Regions from separate parts of the Mus musculus genome. Here region 1 is linked to region 2. A link is a contact called in public HiChIP or PLAC-seq data. All regions are on one chromosome and are shown on one strand. Each heading gives the region's core, a stretch centred on a gene start, on an enhancer-like site or on the middle of the called end of the contact. The rest is flanking DNA. Distances are from core to core; before and after follow the strand shown. Region 1 overlaps Slc39a11 (solute carrier family 39 (metal ion transporter), member 11). Region 2 overlaps Slc39a11 (solute carrier family 39 (metal ion transporter), member 11).

The links. HiChIP or PLAC-seq counts read pairs in DNA pulled down with a chosen protein or histone mark.
Region 1: a FOXA1 HiChIP or PLAC-seq map of pancreatic cancer cells shows a contact between it and region 2. The contact joins two enhancer-like sites. A contact is called at or near these places in 6 of 484 Hi-C or Micro-C datasets (the N1E-115 cell line, cerebellar granule neurons, cerebellum and 3 more), 4 of 115 datasets of contacts at active chromatin or transcription factors (the NIH/3T3 cell line, embryonic basal ganglia, kidney and 1 more) and 2 of 9 other capture datasets (embryonic stem cells and embryonic tail).

The regions. Positions count from the first base shown.
Region 1 is chr11:113,536,527-113,539,226 of GRCm38.p6, forward strand. All of the region lies in intron 3 of Slc39a11 (solute carrier family 39 (metal ion transporter), member 11), which reads right to left. Among named protein-coding and RNA genes, the nearest start is that of Slc39a11, 28 kb to the right of the region's middle. Within about 2 kb of position 1,310, at least 79 of the 459 cell types and tissues checked have an H3K27ac peak or open chromatin away from gene starts, as enhancers often do. A contact at or near this core is called in the NIH/3T3 cell line and pancreatic cancer cells, where this site is marked.
Region 2 is chr11:113,291,153-113,293,852 of GRCm38.p6, forward strand. The region is part of intron 7 of Slc39a11 (solute carrier family 39 (metal ion transporter), member 11); the gene reads right to left. Among named protein-coding and RNA genes, the nearest start is that of Gm51927, 16 kb to the right of the region's middle. Within about 2 kb of position 1,334, at least 102 of the 459 cell types and tissues checked have an H3K27ac peak or open chromatin away from gene starts, as enhancers often do. A contact at or near this core is called in the NIH/3T3 cell line and pancreatic cancer cells, where this site is marked.

The DNA.
Region 1 (2,700 bases), core at 60-2,559, 250 kb after region 2:
AGCCTGGTGTGTGTCACCATCAGTCCCTGGACCTGAAGCCACTCACACCCACCAGTCTGTAAGCGTCGAGAGGTCACCCCAACATGCTCAGTGACACGCCTCTGGGTTCTTCATCCCTTTCCTGGCAGGAAGTCCCCAGCCACCTGACATAATGTCACAGCACATGGACAACAGCTAGCTGGAGGGGGGTCGGAAGCGAGGCGCTGCAGAGAAAAGCACCTGCACAGACACTGTGGTTCTGTCACCAAGGGCCTGGAGGGTGACGGTCCGGATGCACTCAGGGTCTGTGCGCTCAAATCTCTCTCAAGGATACAGTCAGCCTCAGAAAATCTAAAGGCTTTTCTGCATTCAAGTGGCCTCTGAGCTGCTTGATTTGAGTCTGTGGCTGCAGAGGAAAGGAAAAGGCTGGCAGCAGAAAAATTCCAGTCTAGAACAATGTCTTTGGTGACTCACAAAGAAACAACTTTGACGTTTCCTGTGCGTTCGTGCGTGTGTGTATGTGTGTGTGTCTGTATATGGGTATACATATGCCACACCCCACTTATAGAAGTGAAAGGACATTCCAAAGTGTTAAGTCTTCACTTTCTTCCTCATTTAACACAGGGCTTCTTTACAGTTCACTGCTGAGTGTGACAGGTGAGCGGCCCACATGCTCTTGGGGAGTCTCCTGTCTCCATGTCTCCTTCATCATAAAAGTACTGGTATTACACGTGTGTGCTAGCATGGCAGGCTTTATGTGTTTCTGGGGATGTGAACTGGTCTTCATGGTTGGGTGGCAAAGGCCTCACTCACTCAGCCATCTCCCCTGCCCAGTTGTCAACGCCGTGGGGCTTCACTTCCAGTCAAGTAGTGCGGCCCTTGCCAAAGGCTGGGGCGGACTGGGCTTGAACTGACGTGTGTATTGCTAAATACAGTTTCTCAAGGGAAACGGATGGCCCAGGAGTTTCTTGTTTGTGTTTGGTCTTGGTGGGTGGGATCACTTTTAAAATGGAAGTGATAGAAACCGTCCATGTTTGAAGGATAAAATGTGACTTTTTACAGTGGTTCTCAACCTTCCTGATGCTGTGACCCTTTAATATAGTTCCTCATGTTCTGGTGACCCCAACCATAAAGTTATTTTTGTGACTACTTCATGACTGTAATCTTGCCATTCTCATAAATTGTGATATAAACATCTGATACACAAGATAAACAACACATGACCCCTGTGAAAGACCCATTCAAACCCCAGAGAGGTGGAGACCCACGGGGTTGAGGACTGCCATTTCTGAGTAGGTTTAAACTCAAGACCTTGTGATCACAGTAGCACATATACTTGCCACCGCCAGAGTCACATGGCCTACTGATTGTCACTCCCTGTCTTCTCATGCCACAGTCAGTGACTCATTGTCCTTCTGTCAACTCGCTTGCCGTTTGTGGTATTTTAAGTGGATGAAATCATAATGTTTGCTTTCTTCTTTATATTTATGTGTTTAGTTTACGTGTATATGTGTGGTCCGGCACCACCTAAGTGTAGGTGGCTGCTGAGGCCAGAGAGAGCATCTGATCCCCTGGAACTAGTTACCGATGCTTGTGAGCCACCATGTGAGTGCTGGGAACTGAATCCAGGTCCCCTGGAAGATCAGCTGGTGCTCCTAACCACTGAGCCTTCATTCTAGCTCAGATCCATTTTCTTCTACATTTGTCTCCCTTCGTTGTTATTGAGAGATCCAATCACTCTATATGCTCAAGTACCTTATTGTTTTTATTTATGCATGGCTTTACATGGCTAGGCCTCAATTTGTGCTTCTACTCAGTTGCAATAAGACCTTTAGGCTGATTTTAATAGAGGGCAATACAAATAAAGTCGCAATTAATATTCCTATTCAGTTTCTTAAAAGAAATAGCTGTATTGGACCTGGGGGTGCTATAAGTTATATCCATTTGTAAATCTTTGGAAGGAAGTGTGCACTGTTCCTACGGAAGGAAGCCAACTCATGAGAACATGGTGTACACCTATGCTTGGCATATGGGTTCTAGAGTCCACCCTGAAATGGTCCCTGTGCAATAGGCTTGAGTCACCACTGTAATCCCCAAGTGCCTGGCAAGGTCTGGGCCCAGAGCTGAGAGCCAAGCTCTCATGAAATACTTGAATACCAGCAAGACTAGAGCCAAAGGGGCCTTCCAGCACCTAACCAACTGCCATAGATCATCACTGATGAAATTCCAGGAAATACGTTTCTTAAAGCAAACACCGTCACCCAGGACATATCTGGGCTTCAAACATCCAGTCTGATGTAACACTGACTCCCACTGCACTGTGGAAGCAGAGCTGAAAAGCAATTGGCCCCTCAGCCTGGTCTCGTTTTAAATCTAAGCTCTAAGTACAATTCAACTGCTTACAAGCAGGTCCCATGTGCAATGCCCACCTGAACTGGAGCTCCCAGGAGCTTTGGCCTTAGCGACTCCCTAAGGGAGATCACAACGTCAAATGATACTTAGTGGTGTGAGTTAACATGTTCGTGTGTGTGTGTGTGAGTGTGTGTGTGTGTGTGTGTGTGTGTGTGTGTGTGTAGGCCAGAGGTCAACACGGGGTGACTTCCTCATTTGTTCCCCACATTGTTTGCTTGAGACAAGGTCTCTCACTGAACATCATTTCCACCAGTTTGGCTGCTCAGTGAGCCCCAGAGACCCCTCTGTCTCAGCTTCCCCAGCATTGAG
Region 2 (2,700 bases), core at 84-2,583:
ATACAGAAGATCTGGGAGAACTCGCCCCTGCAGAAGGGCAGAGGGCGCAGAGGCTGGGCTCCGTGAGCCCCTCTTTGCCTGCCTTCCTTCTGGAAACCTGGCTCTCACCCTATGTGGTATACCAGGAGCTCATGGGAACAGCTGAGGCCGCCCCCCTCCCCCCGACCCTGACGTGCTATGCACCACGTCAGGGCTAGAGCCTGGATTTGGGGACTTGGAGAAGGACAGGGTAGCCCCTCCCCCTCCCCCACATTCACACTGTAGTCTCTTCCAATATGGATATACCTTCTTTACAGCCTCATTTATCTGTAGGCAGGCGGGGGTCTCATTTATTCCAGCATGGCCTCAGGCTTATCTGAGGTTCAGGAAGACCTTGCATGTGCCACCATGACCAGTTGGTGACATGCTGGGAATCGAACCCAAGGCTTGGAGCAGGCTGCATTAGGGCTCTACCGACTGAGCCATATTCACGGCCACATCTTGTTGGGTTACGGTGTTGTATTGTTTCTTAAAATCACCCTTGCCGGTGTGCTGGCACAAGCCTGTGACTTCAGCACTCTTGAGCGATAGAGACAAGAGTGTCTCGGGTTTGGAGCCAGGCAGGGCTGCACAGTGAAGTCCTATCACAAAGAGGTTGAGGAGACATCGGAGCTAGGCAGAGCGCCGGCCTAGCACCACAACCCAAAGCCTTCTTAGGAGTGCGCCCATCTTCACAGGCAGGATGTGGGCCTCACTCCCCAGAGGCCAGGCCTTCTTAGTCTCCTTGAGGACAACAAGATCCAGCTAAGGCAGCCCGGCTGCCAGAACTGCCTGCAAAGTCTCCACTGGGAAGTCCCAAGCACAGCTGTGTGGCCCGGGCTGGCTACCAGGGCTAAGGGTTTTGTGGGAAATATTCTGAGAAGATTTGGGGCTGGATGGGGGTGGAGTCAGGGGCTCCCTGGTCACGTGGGTCCAGAGTGCCCTTTGCCCCCCAGACCTGGGCTGCAGATACTAGTTGGGATTTGAACACAGGTTTGTGGGTTGAGGTGTTCAGAACTTAGTCCTGCTGACCCCTATTGACTGAAAACTCCAGCTGCAGCCTTGGTTCTTCTGAGCGCCTGTCCAGGCCTGAGGGACCTCTGTCTCCCCTCCCGCAGGCCCGTGGTCATGGCTGCCAAAGCAGGCAGCAGGCCGTGCAGATGGTCTGGGCAAGGGTCTCCACAGGGCTCTGGGTTCTGGGTGGAATTAAAAGCCAATAACCTCTCGGTAGGAATCAGGATGATGAAAGGAACTTCGTCCTTTAAGGACAGACAGGAGGCAAGTGACTGAAGTTGCAAAGAATGCTGTGGTTGAACTTTTTTTTTTTTCTTTCTTCTGTTATTTGTTTTCTGGCACAATCTGTCTCTGTGACTGGGCTGAGGGCTGTGTCCCTGCGACAAAGGCCTCTTTCTTATGACAATTTAATAGCTCCAACACGGGACAGCCCTGACTCTCCCATGGGCCCCACTCTGAAGGTTGCTGAAGGAGGTAGAACACCGGCTGCTTTGCTGCCGTCTGGTTCAAACTGAACTGAGGGAGATCTGGAGGAGAAGGACTGGCCTCCCAAATTTTAACCTCCTCCTCCTCTTCCTCCTCCTTCTCCTCCTCCTCCTCCTCCTCTTCCTCCTCCTCCTCTTCCTCCTCCTCTTCTTCCTCCTCCACCTCCTCTTCCTCCTCCTCCTCCTCCTCCTTCTCCTCCTCCTCCTCCTCTTCCTCCTCCTCCTCCTCCACCTCCTCCTCCTCCTCCTCCTCCTTCTCCTCCTCCTCCTCCTCCTCCTCCTCCTAGCAAAACTGCCAAAGGTCAAGGGGAGCTGATGCGTGGCCGTGGATGGGACATGGATTACGACGTGAATTCCAGGCTCTGTAGTAGGAAGTGGTTTAGAAAGCTAAGCAAGGACCAGGTCAGGGAGGCCTGAGCTGCTGCCTGGGCAGACTCTCCCCGTGAGTTCCTTGGGGCTATTGGAGCAGAGACTTCTCAGGGTTCCTGTGGCCAAAAGTCCATAGTCAAGGTGTCAGCGGGGCCAGGCTCTTCGGTAGCTCTAGGGAGGATCCTTCCTGCCTGTTCCAGCTCCGGGTGGCACCTGAACATTCCGGGAAGGCTTTTATTTGTATCTGTATCAGCTCAAACTCTGTCACACTGTCACAGGGGTGTCTTCCCCCCAGTGTGCCTGTATCGCTACAAACCCCCATTGTGTCTCTCTAACCTCCTCAATCCTCCCCACCCCGCTTATCTCATAAGCATTCCCAGTCATAGAGGACTTGGGACCCATTCTAGTCCAATAAGTCCAATAACTGAATGAGGCAGGGCCCACTGCCATGGAAGAACCTCCGCAGCGCTGGCAGTTAAGACATCACCCCCACCCCCAATCACCTCCATTCTGGAACTTTCTAGGACAAGTGACCCCTGCTCTGTATCTCTGTCTTTCTCAGTGACCTTGCCCATCTGTCCACCTCTCCCACTAGGTGGGTCCAGGCAAGCAGTTCACGACTTAGGTGCCACCAGATCATCTTGGTCCCACCTCTCTGGGGTGTCCCTTCCCTTGCTCCCACTCCCTTCCTCCCTTTCTCTATCCTTCCCTTCCTCCTTTCACCTCCTCTTCCTCCCTCTGTTCTGTATATTCTTCCTTACCCACCACTCAGGGGAGCCATTAAGGGCTATGGTTCTCACCATAGCGGCAAGCA